Regions from separate parts of the Bombyx mori genome. Here region 1 is linked to region 2. A link is a contact called in public Hi-C data. All regions are on one chromosome and are shown on one strand. The core of a region is the stretch at or near the end of the contact, and the rest is flanking DNA. Distances in the headings are between cores, read along the strand shown.

Region 1 (6,801 bases), core at 1,761-4,260, 160 kb before region 2:
TTTTGCCGCGTATCGAATCGTATCTATATATCGAGGATCAATATCGGATATTGAATCTATATATTTTCTGAATCTATATATTGATAGATGCTAGTAGATTTTCTCGATTCATGATATTTGAGATTTGAAACGATACGCTGATATAATATCGTAGTAGATATAGATTTAAGTCAACGTTATACGGTTGGTTTTCTGATATCAGTTTATAATATGATCTTAAAGTAATAAAAAGAACATGAAAATAAAAATATCAAAAAAACTTTCCTTCATGCTTTTACCAGGCTTAGGACTGGCTACATTATTTTCAGTTATTAGTATTTTGTGTCTTAATTTAAAATTACAAAATATACCAAAAGAGTGTAGATTTCAAAAGTTTAATACAAACACAAGAAATAAACTCAATTATTTGGATTCAACTAAAAATAGAAAAATGTGTACTTTAAAAATCAAACACAAAAAACTTTTAAGTATTTATAAACACTTGTCCAAAAATTCTAGTTCAAGGTCAAAGCGCGTGAAATTAAATTCAACGATGCAAATAGGTTATACTGCATTCAAGTTAGGGTCGAAAGTTGAAACTTCTTTCCTTAATTGTATCCTGCTGATACGCTAAGAATAATCTACAGACATATGGACTTAAATATAAGGTTTACAATTGTATGGATAATGCCTGTTTCTGTTTCATTCATCACACGATATCCCTATCGTGCGCTCACTCACTCTGGCCGGTTCGATACGAACCAAACGAATATTGCTGATATTAACGAATCGGTACGATATGCCGATGCGCATCACATCGAGCAATATCGTGTATCGGCTGATATCGATATATAGATTTCGTGCGGGGCGATATCGGATTCAACGATATTGCTGCGATATATAGATATTGAATCTATATACGATTTATATCACCCACTCCTACTAACAAGAGATCCTACCATCAGTAAAAAAGAATACTCTATATTACGTTAAAAATGTTAATATAATTAACCCACACACCTAATATAATAATTAGTCGCTCAATCTAGAAGCTTATGGTTTTTAATTGGAATCGTTCCAAAACTAGTGAAATATCTCGCAGCGACACGGTTATTAACTACCTTCACTGTTCACTCTCCTATTTGCGTGGTCGAAATAATCTATTTTATTGCAGGTCTTCAAGCTTAAAGACAGAGACAAGACCTATCTCGATAATAATATTAAAAACGTTTTTGTGAGTGGTTGCATTTACGAAAGTTTTGTCTATAATAAATATATGTATGAACCGCCTGGTCTAAAGTGATTGACGAAGCATATAGACATCGCAACATCAATTCCGGGATCTAAATCTAAATTGTATTGTATAGCAGGTGATTTTTTTCCCTACCTAACTACTGTTAGCCAAAAGTAGCTATTCATCTAATTGCTGGGCTCGAGCTTAGAGACTTTGCTAACACTAGCCCTAACAAGAGTAGTCCTTTCCTTAGTCTTTCCTCATCGAACTCGTCGATTACGACGAAGAGTTCGACGAGTGAACTAACCCAAAGACACAGCCCACTGAGTTTCACGCCGGATCTTTTCAGTGGGTCGCGATTCCGATTCGGTGGTAGATTCTGCAGAGTACTGCTCTTGCTAGGGCTAGTGTTAGCAAATTCTCTCAGGTTGAGCCCGTGAGCTCACTGACCCGTCCGGGCGTAGCTGAAATTGCACCTTATGCTACCAACGAATAGGTAGGGAAAAATAGCTGAATCTACTACCGGATCGGAATCGCGACAGTTTAAGAAGATCTGGCGAGAAACTCAGTGGGTTATAACAGGTGTCCTATCCTACAAACGCGTGAATGTCCCGCGATCGAAATAAACAGGATTATCTTAACTAAAACTTACAGTCTACAATTGGCCGTTTTACGCGGTCTCGTTTGTATGCAGTTCCTAAATGAACTGTTTAAATAAACCAGTGTTCGTATAATCACTAAAACTGTATTACTGATTTAGTGTCTGAAACAAAATAGATTTTGTTTCTGATTTACAAGAGAAAAAAAACTTTAAAAAAAATATATGGTAATATTAAAGCTACTTAATAGATACCAAAAAAGGACAAACAGGAGAAAGTAGTTAGTAATTGTAATGCCTTTACATATTTATTCATAGAATGCTAGTATAATAATGGCGGCATGTATAATTATATATGAAATACATAAATAAATATAATAAACATTATCTTTTAATGTTGAAGTCAGTCATAATCTTTTGGCTCTAGTTTCATGTGTGTACTTTCCGAATATAAGTACAAATAAACGTTTAAGCTAACGGGCTATATAAGATTTTAACTATATATGAGTCGACTATTATCAAAGGCGGCAATCTGACTTTTGGACAATGATTGGTAAATCAGAAAAACGAATTATTGACTTTGTATTCCATTGGCAGTCACAAAACTCTTCGGAACGACATCTTAGATAAATAACAGGTTAACTATTAACCTTTATTTAATGCAGCTTTTGAACCGTATTCTTTGAAGGAGACGATTATATTCAAATAAATCTGTATTGACATATCAATAAAAAAAATTTGTCCAAATGTACAGATTGCCACCTTTGATAATAGACGACTCATATGTAGGAATACATTGGTGCAGTTTTATTAAATTATTATACATAGACAACACAAAGTGAACATCATCAACCATCATAAAACATGAGGTCGGAGTCTCGATTCTGTTGGCTCTCCTTGCAAAATATATGACTAATTTGAGGCAGAAATCAGCAGGTGCCTATCTATGTTGGTTCACAATACTACTTTAACTACAATAAGTGCGCGACATGCGACCTCATCTAGCTGTCTCGACTTACCTCATCGCAAGCATGACACCGAGGCTTCAACTTCTCGGAGTAGTGTCGAACGCAGTACAATCGTCCGTCTAAATTGCAATAAGCTAGTTCGACTAGCAATTCATCGCATTCCGAGCAAGAAAAGCACGCCGGGTGGAAAAACGCCTGCAACAAAACCCAGATAATAATCTTTAAATTCGCGCCATCTAGCGGCGACAGTGAAAAACACGATTTGATTTAGGTTTGTAATACATTTTTAATTTTGATTACATGAAAGTTTGAATTTACTTACGTCTTCTCCTATTCTAGGTGCAAGAATAGTAATGCTGCCGCTTCTGATCGACTTATTGCAGCCAATGCATTCCAGCGGAGATCCATGATGTTGACTAGCGATACCTAAAAACGTAATTCAATATTTTAGAATAGTAAGTAGACTACTTGACAATAGATGGAGATGCTTAAATGATATTTTGGTACCGATATCAAGAGCAATTTCATTCCTGGCGGCGACGAAATCTTCATATTGCTTGCGGTGGCCTTCGTCGATGTGCTTGCAATGATCCAATGTAAGATCCTGCTTTGGTAATTGGGAAGCTAAGGCCCTAGTACGCCAAGCACGCCACGCCGCCTGACCAGTGGCGCCACCTGTACTAGTAGGAGTACGCTCAGCGAGCGACTGCCAGTACAGCTCGGTCTAAGATACGAAAAAAAAAATTGATTAGGTATTCCGAATTCATAATCGTCGTCAATGTTGAGAATTTAGGTCTAACCTATTTATGGTTCTACTACTTGTCACAAGATGTCGCTGTACAGTATTTAGTGTTCATTTACCTGCTTAGCGGTGAGTCCGGGCGGACTGTCATAGGAGTGATGGTTGACTCTAGAGTCGCGGAGTCCGAGTCGGTCTCGAACCGAGCCCAGTTCTTCATGGTACACCGAATGCTTCAATCGATCACACCCGCATGACTTGCAGGTCTTTCTGTTAACAACAGAAACACTTTATGTTAATAATGTAATTAATTTAACATTATCTAGGCAGGCAGTGTTTTAGCTGCCGCTAAATACTTCAGTTAATACTTATACAAAACGGATGTAATATTTAAAAACACATTTAAATAAGGAATATCAAATACATTCAACTATGATCCAATTCTGGTGTGGATAAAATTTTGCTTTGCAAAAACCTTCTTATTACATATGAGTCGACTATTATCAAAGCCGGCAATGTGACTTTTGGACAATTATTGGTAAATTAGAAAAACGAATTATTGACTTTGTATTCCATTGGCAGTCACAAAACTCTTCTGAACGACATCTTAGATAAATAACAGGTTAAGTATTAACCTTTATTTAATGCAGGTTTTGAACCGTATTCTTTGAAGGAGACGATTATATTCAAATCAATCTGTATTGACATATCAATAAAAAAATTTTGTCCAAATGCACAGATTGCCACCTTTGATAATAGACGACTCATATGTAGCAGGCGACCATCATACAATAGAAGATATTTGACAGATGCCTGAATCTCGCTTACGACATTTTCAACATAAGCGCGCACATAAGCATATGCATACAAGTTCCGAACAACAACATTCGGACCGTCGGTCTACCGAGCAATATCACCCGCGCGGTGGAAGATTTTCCCTTTGTCATATATCTATCCGCACTTAATATGCATTCAACGATGTAAAAACATTACTTTTAATCAAAAAAATTTAGGAATCGTGTGGAAAGATTGAAGTCTACCGATTAGGCGGTTTAAGAACAATTTCTAAGCCGAAAAAATTAGAATGTGCATATTAAAATAGAACTAACTACCAGGGCGAACACTTCGAGTGAGAAGCGACTAATGAAGTTTTATCGTCGACAAGAATGATAAAATATTGGTGATAGCGTGCATGTCGTTGACTGAGTTTTTTTTGTATTTTCCTGAACGAATCCCGAGTTTGAATGGGAATGAGAGGATCTATATATTAATACGTGAAGCAAAAACTTTGTAACCATTTTTACGAAAATTGCCCGGACGGATGAGTATGAAATTTCCTATACCTATAGAGAATACAGAGTAGAAGTGCAGAATGCTAATATTTTTTTGTAAATTATGAATAAAAAACACATTAAATCAATATTACATACACTACCATGTATTTGACACAACACATACATCAAAATATACTCTTTGTTTACTGTCAATTGGGAAACTTTTGTTATTGTTTAAAGCCTGTGGTCGAATTGAAAATAGATTAATATTGTTTGCCTTTAATATTATTGATCGATAGTGCAGTTTTGGCGAATACTGTGATTGTATTATCGAATTATAATAGTGTTTTACAGTAGAACTATAATAATGTTAACAGAACTATAATAATGTTACTAAAATAATTCATTATAGTCGAATTTCGACTACTGCGGGGCCAGTAGTAATCATTATTTCAAAGACTCGTATGTGTGTTTTGTTTCGGGGTTGGACGCCTCGTTCTAATTTTTTTAAGCTATTCTAGTAACCTCGAGGAGTTATTCTAGATTCACCGAACTTGTAGGTGAGCCCACGGGGCTCAAATCGAGGGGTGAAAGATTTAAGCGACATTTATACAATTTTATAGGAGAGCCATTTAAAATTTGAAAATAATATAATTACAATAAAACTTCTTCACCTTTTTAAATGGGGTAAATTTAATTGAAGTTCAATTAAAAACATTGAATTGTTGATGCTAATACCAAATAAAGCGGACCATTAATTACAAAGATAAATACACCGGTCACCGTTCTCGTCGAACCCGTCGCCTGCGACGAAGGGCTCGACGAGTAAATTAACCCTCAGACACAGCCCACTGAGTTGCTCACCGGATCTTCTCAGTGGGTCGCGTTTCCGATCCGGTGGTAGATTCTGCGAAGCACGGCTCTTGCTAGGGTTCGTGTTAGCGACGTCGTCGGGTTTGAGCCCCGTGAGCTCACCTACTAGTTATGGTTCCGCTGAAATAGCCTCTCAAGGATATCAGCTTAGGTAGGAAAAAAAAAGATAGCTGTCGCGTATTAAATTAAATGTCGCTTAAACCCAATAGCCTTTCACCCCTCGATATGAGCGGCTAAAACAAATACATCCGACATATGTTGGTACAACAATTAATCGACTTTAAAATTATCCTGGCCTCAAGGATCGGACCGACGACCCGAGACGATACAGATGCGTCTTATTAAAATGCTAAATGGATGCAACGTAATTGCATTAATAACGATCGTTTCAGAGCACAAAGCGAATTGAATGCTTAAACAATCACTTTCGGGCACATCACACACGAAATTAATGATTGGCAAAATAATATTTCTCACTCCTTATCATATGCGAAGAAAACACTAATAGTTAAAGATGGTTTTTTTCACACAACAGAGTATTATGTACACTCACGCACGCACACACGCGCACAGAGGAAGTGTGAAAGTAGCCGCCCCGGTAATTAACAAATGAAAGAGCGGACGGTTAGCGTATGATGCGTAGAGAGAAGATGCATGTGACTAGGAGATGTATGGAAATGGTAGTGCAAGGTAGAGCCGGAAGAGGTCGACCGAAGAAGACATGGATGGAGTGTGTGAATGACGATATGAGAGAGAGAGAGGAGTGAGTGTTGAGCTGACGGCTGATAGAAAAGAAAGGAATAGAAAAATTTACTACGCCGACCCCATTTAGTGGGATAAGGTGAAGAAAACGAAGAAGACAGAGAGTACTATGTACAGAGCAGACTTTTTTATTATTTTTTATTAGCCCGCGCCAGAGCGAGACAGACTTCGTCACACTCCTCGCGATTTTTTCACACAAACACACAGAAATCATTTGCCACACATTAGGGTTGCGGATTACCATTTATTATATCAGTCTCCTGTCCTCCCTACCTCATTTTTTGTTATTTCAGACGTATAACACGCTTCGTAAGTTATTTATGATACATCCTCATTACGTTTCATTACCAAATCAATCTTCTGTACTTCAATTA
Region 2 (6,580 bases), core at 475-2,974:
TTTTTCCCCTACCCTACGCTGATAGCTTAAGAGGCTATGCCAGCTATGCCTGAACGGGTAGGTGAGCTCACGAGCTCAACCTGAGAAAATTTGCGAACACTAGCCCTAGTAAGAGCAGTACTTCGTAGAGTCTGTCACCGGATCGGAATTGCGACCCGTTGAGAAGATCCGGCGAGAAACTCAGCGGGCTTTATCTATGGGTTAGATTGCGATGAAGAGTTCGACGGGGAAATTTGTCGTCAATTATGTTTAGTTCGTTGGAATCTATATATATAAAAATGAATTGTTGTTTGTTAGTCTCGCTAAAACTCGCTAAAACGGCTGGACCGATTCAGCTAATTTTTGTCTTGAATTATTTGTGGAAGTCCAAAGAAGGCTTAAAAGGTAAATAAATATGAAAATGCTCAGAATTAAATAAAAATAACAATTTTGTTTTTCCTTTGATGTGTCCCCCGTCCGACGGATTTCTTTTGTTTGTTTTAAATTTATTTTATACAAAAGTTTAGGTCTTTTAGGTTTTTGTTCGATTGAGGCATTACGAAGTCTACTGGGTCAGCTAGTTGACAATAAAAAAACAACCTAGCTAATCGATTTATTTAAGTAAGTTACAGAATTTTTTCCATCCAAATGTAACGAAAGTAAACAAATCACTGTTCTATTTTCATTACGTCCCTGTAGTTTATATTCAAACAGTACGCCGACGATTCATTGAAACAATTAAGAACACAAACAGATGTCCTACAAACTTGTATTGTATTTTGAAGCAGCTTCTTGTTTGTGTCACAGATCTAATAATTTAATACCATCCGTTATAATGGTAGTTTAAGCTTAATTTTTTTTTAAAGTTTGCCATTGTTGAGAGCCAAATTCTAGTGTCGATCATAGTAAGCTTTAGGTTTCAATATCTTTTTTATTTATGTTTGAATGATTACTGGTGGCCTGGAGGCCTTTCCAGTTTCACCAGGACAGGTGCCGAGCAAGGCTCAGCCAGGAGGGGTGGGATTTGCTAACAGCTGCCCGAGCGCCTCCGAAGGAGACCTAACAACCCAAGAGCAGCTGCTTCGCGAATGGTAGAGTTAACATGGTAGAGTTAACATTTTCTTTTACATTTTGACATTCAACAAGTGTGTTTTTGATGACATCCAAGTTGAAATAAATGATTTTGAATTTGAATTTGAATTTGAATGAATCTACTACCGGATCGGAATCGCGACCCGCTGAGAAGATCCGGCGAGAAACTCAGCGAGCTGATGCATGGGTTAGGTTGCGCTTTGTTTTCGAGTTCGACGAGTACGGTTACTGGTTTCAATATCTGTTTTGTGGTATATGTATGTTTACAATTATACATCGCCTGTGTACAAATGTACGGTTGTCACTGGTTTACCGTGTGTTTAGTGTGAGTTTTTTAACGTTCTCGATAGCGTAAAAGTTAACTCAAATTTGTATGGAGTTCGAACGTTTGCCTACGTTAGCCGCTAGGGGTGCTGTTCCAACTGCATACTGTGAGTTAACTTTTACGCTATCGAGGACGTTAACACTAAGCACACTGGTGGTAGGACGACTAGTGAGCCCGCGCGAGTAGGTAATGCCATCTTGCCTGTTTCTATTGCAAAGTGTACTTATACAATTGAGTTGAGTCTTCGGCTTCATATCTCAAGTTGAGTAAAGACTCACGTTGTAACGCCTATGTGCTTACTATAAGCATTGCAAGCAAGGCAGACCGTGATCTCATTTAACCATGATCACAGTTAAAAAAAACTTAATAATCTTAATGTAATTGAGCTGTATTAATGTACATATTAAAACTTACGCATAGGATATACATTGAGCTATGCAACAAGAACCCTTATAAAATTAAGATAAAAGAAACTATTGCATAATTAATTTAAATTATGGGGATGAGAATCCTGCAAGAAATATGCTTTTAGTAAATTTTACTGCCATCTATTATCGATAAAAGAACATTTTAAAGCGCCATCTGTTGTTGAATAGCAGAATTTTAGCAAACGTTTAATATTTTTAAGAGATGGCGCTGTTGGACGTTTTTGTACCTAATCGAAATAAAAAGTAGAAAATATTTTTTTTTTAAAGTGTTTAAGAAAAAAATATTTTAACGTAAAAATACGTATGCATCTAAACAATTAAACAGACCAAGCTAATAGAAGCGTGTTAAGAACCGAAATTTCTAGGTAGGTGTGATAGCTATAAATGCCAACATTAATAAATAATACACTGATCGCTTCTTCTTCTTTCTTTTTCTGTATGGAAGTTGTTTGCTTCCGACGCCATTGTTACCAATGTCGAGTTTATAAAAATACTAGCGACCCGCCCTCGCTTCGATTCGGAAACAAATTTATTATTGAGTTCTCCACTATTTAATGGATGTTATTATACATATAAACCTTCCTTTTTTTATTTTTATTTTTTTTATGATTGAAGGGTTACTGGTGGCCCGGAGGCCTTTCCAGTTTCACCAGGACAGGTGGGTGAGCAAAGGCTCAGCCAAGAGGGGTGGGATTTGCTAACAGCTACCCGAGCGCCTCCGAAGGAGACCTAACAGCTCAAGAGTAGCTGTTTCGCGAATGAATCTACTACCGGATCGGAATCGCGACCCGCTGAGAAGATCCGACGAGAAACTCAGCGAGCTGATTTATGGGTTAGGTTGCACGGCGAACTCTTTGTCGAGTTCGACGAGTACGGTTACCGAGGTCCCTAAGCCTGCTCCTAGTGTTAGAGCTGAAGGCGTCTAATGCAAAGGTTATTTATTGGATCTGATGGATCCGTAAGGACGTGGGAAGGACGTGAAACCTTCCTCTTCAATCATTCTATCTATTAAAAAAACCGCATCAAAATCCGTTGCGTAATTTTAAAGATTTAAAGCGTAGCGATTTAGTCATTATATGAATACTTTAAAGTATGAAAATTGGAGCGCAACAAAATAAAGTTGATTTATTTGAAATTTGAGATCCATTGCGATGAAGTTTAATGAAATGCGAGTCGAGATTATTAATTAATAATGGATTAATATTAAACATTAAACGAAATATTGTAAAATGGTGGAAATTCACGAAGACTTTATTGGGATTTTTGAATGAACCCGAGAGCCACGTCTAACGACTTTGTTTTACTTTCCCACACATGTACACTTTCACCAATAGTAAACGCAGACTAGGCCATCATTATTACACTTTAAGCCTGGACAAACTCTAAATAAAACGAAGTAAAACAATTCACACAAATCGGCTTTTTGCGTTACCGCCAAAAAGTCCTCGACCGCATTCAGTAGGTAACGTATAGTCATTTAAAATACATATAATCTAGGTAAAACATCAAGGCCGATCGAAAATGAAACTTGTATAAAATTGAATTCTGAAAGGTATGAATTGTAAATAACCTACTTATTCACTTCAACACAACACAAATCCATAATATTATTATTTGTCATAAATGGCCTGTATTATTTTTTATTTAACATTGAGTTTTATGTTTTGCGTATATACAAGTAGGACGACTGGCGTTTTGGTAAGGTAAAGATGCCGTATATCGATCCTGGGGTAGATTAAGTAGATTTTTAACCGTCTTCCATCGTAGAATACAATCAAACTCTCAATATATAAAATTGGTAACTTCGTTTCGAAGAATTTTAATAAGTTATGTTTGTTTGACGCCAGACAAACTATAAATAAATAATAAATAAATAATAATAATAAATATTTACTAACAATCACGCCACGTTAATTGGTCCCATGATAAGTTCGTAAAGAACTTGTGTTACAGGTACCAGATAACGAAAATAAATGTAAGATTTTTATTATACACAATATTTTAATATACATCCATAACCCTGGATTCGAACCCGCGACCCCCTTGTGTAGTGACCATGTCACTTACCACTACACCAGACGGCCGTTAGTTTACGGAACAATGATAGACAGAACATACTTTTCATTACAATTACATACTTTGACGTTGATATTATTTTATGTTGTTATCATACTCCAAATTTTACTACAGGTCAGGTAGTCGAAACGCTATTCGTGCAAGATTTACAATAAAATAACAAAACTTTACATAATAAATTATTCCTTGTGGCCGTTTTGTTCTTTTATTCAGATCCCTCTAGGCAAGGCTGAAGCAACATTTGAATTTAATAGGTAAGCGATTTCACATTCAGCCGTAAAATTTTAGGTAACGTCCTTCGGTCTTTTTTAGAAATTTTAAAAGATAGAATGGTAAGGTTAGTAGTTATAGTGTTTGTGTAAATTCAGTTAGACAATAAGGTAAGCTCTGTTATGGGTGTAATAATGAGTAATAGCGGCAAGTACCAGCAGTCTCGCAGGGCTATTCTAGTTTCATCAGGTATGTGAGTTCACGGGGCTCAGGCTGAGAAACTTTGCTAAGATCGGCACTTTTTTGTTTTTTAACTACCATCTGCCCTAGCAAAAACAGTACGTCGTTCAATCTACCACTGAAAGATCCGGTGAGAAGCTCAGTATTGTGTCTGTGGGTTACGTTCCACGTCAAAACCTTCGTCGCCTTCAACGTGTTTGACAAGAACTGTGACAGGTGTTTGGACCGCAATCGAGAATGGATCTGAAAGATAGGATTTTTTTTGCCCTTGTAGGCAGACGAGCATAAGGCCCACCTGATGGTGAGTGGTTACCGTCGCCCATGGACTTCAGCAATGCCAGGCGCAGAGCCAAGCTGCTGCCTACCGGGACATGTAGCCAGTTTTAATTTATTATATCAGGATCCCTTCAATCTTGACTCAGATTTGCCGCAGATTTGATTTGCAGCTTGAAAAAACTTCGCCTATTCATTTTATTTATACAACGAGTATTCAGTTGTTGATGTAACTATATAGTGAGGTTTCAAACTGAAAACTATTAATTTTAATGATGATACAATTTTATGATTTTTAAACTATTAAGTTTTTGTTGAAAATGTAAAGAAAACTCTTTAAATATACTTTTTAATTAAAATAAGGTTAATTCAACCACGGGACATCAATATCACTTAATGAACTGTAACGCGATGCCTTATTCATTATGCAAATATTAATTTAGCCTGTAGATAGCCTACTGATATAAGTCTAGCGTTCAAAATGCAGGATTTTATTTTTATTGCTGAGATGTGTGGACGTGCTCACAGCCCACCTGGTGTTAAGTGGTTACTGGAGCCCATAGACATCTATAACGTAAATGCGCCACACACCTTGAGATATAGTTCTAAGGTCTCAGTATAGTCACAACGGCTGCCCCACCCTTCAAACCGAAACGCATTACTGCTTCACGGCAGAAATAGGCGGGGCGGTGGTACCTACCCGTGCGGACTCACAAGAGGTCCTACCACCAGTAAAAATTTCCTTTACAATCCCTCTAAGATTCTCAACTCTAAATGTATTTACACAAGACTGATTTTGCAGGTGTTTGAACAGCACTATAATTTTTTTGAATTGTTTTCAGTAAATTTAATTACACACTTATGTTATTGTACTAAAGATCATTATTATTTGAATCAGATCTGTAGTTACGTTTTTTTACGTCTTATTCGCGTATCGGGTTAAGCGGAGTTATTTATTGTCTTGTAATCACGACGTAATCTGTGCTTATCAAATCTTTTCAAGTTAGGAAGTATGTAGTCAACATGAAAATATTGTGTCAAGGTCTACTACTTATGAGAACAACGCTTTATGATTTACAGAGATTTTTGCAAATTTTACGCGTATGGATAATGTGGCGGGTAGCCATCATACAACGCAAGATAATTGACAGATGCCTGAATCTCGCTTACGACATTTTCAAGATAAATCGCATATATACAAGTTCCGAACAACAACATTCGGACCGTCGGTCTACCGAGCAAATATCACCAGCTCGGTGGAAGATCTTCCCTTTGTCGTTTAAGCCTCCCCAAAGATAATAAGTACGTCCGGTGATTAGGTAAACGAATCGAATAGCCCTTTTCGACTTCGTCAAAGTTCTCTACCACTGCACTATTTTCATTTTATCTTGAACCAGACCATTCTATATCTTGGTTGTTGTGAGATTGTGAGATTTGCCGCGTCCACTTAACCGTTATTCCAAATCACCCGTCTACGGTAACGGCTGACATCAATAAACCCGTCAGCTTGTCTATTATGCCAATATAGAGGTATACGACAAAGGGAAAATCTTCCACCGAACGAGTGATATATCGGAAGACTGACGCGACGGTCCGAATATTGTTGTTCGAAAAATGTTCAAATACAAGCTTATCTTGAAATTTTCGTAAGCGAGATTCCGGCATATTATGTCAAATATCTTTTGTTTTCTGATGACTATCGCCACATTAATAAAAGTAACAGATTTTTTTAATACAATAAATTCTGAAGTTTTGCACTCTTACCTTGTGTAATAAGAGGAACTGTACTTTTCTTTACTGGTGGGAGGACCTCTTGTGAGTACGCACGGGTAGATACCACCACCTTGTCTATTTCTACCGTGAAGCAGTAATGCGTTTCGGTTTGAAGGGTGGAGCAGCCGTTGCAACTATACTTAGACCTTAGAACTTATATCTCAAGGTGGGTGGCGCATTTACG

What was found. A called contact is a pair of places that touch in the nucleus more often than the background predicts.
Region 1: a contact with region 2 is called in a Hi-C map of whole pupa, with 2.2 times the contacts expected there. The contact joins two enhancer-like sites. A contact is called at or near these places in 4 of 7 Hi-C or Micro-C datasets (middle silk gland, posterior silk gland and whole pupa).

What each region holds. Positions count from the first base shown.
Region 1 is chr22:2,753,025-2,759,825 of ASM3026992v2, reverse strand. LOC101741761 (four and a half LIM domains protein 2) reads right to left here. Exons shown (of 10, transcript XM_062674867.1): 3 at 3,641-3,788; 4 at 3,287-3,503; 5 at 3,102-3,205; 6 at 2,831-2,974. Among protein-coding and RNA genes, the nearest start is that of LOC134200941, 12 kb to the left of the region's middle. Within about 2 kb of position 3,010, at least 8 of the 8 cell types and tissues checked have open chromatin away from gene starts, as enhancers often do.
Region 2 is chr22:2,591,980-2,598,559 of ASM3026992v2, reverse strand. No RefSeq gene overlaps it. Among protein-coding and RNA genes, the nearest start is that of LOC110384972, 8.0 kb to the right of the region's middle. Within about 2 kb of position 1,724, at least 2 of the 8 cell types and tissues checked have open chromatin away from gene starts, as enhancers often do.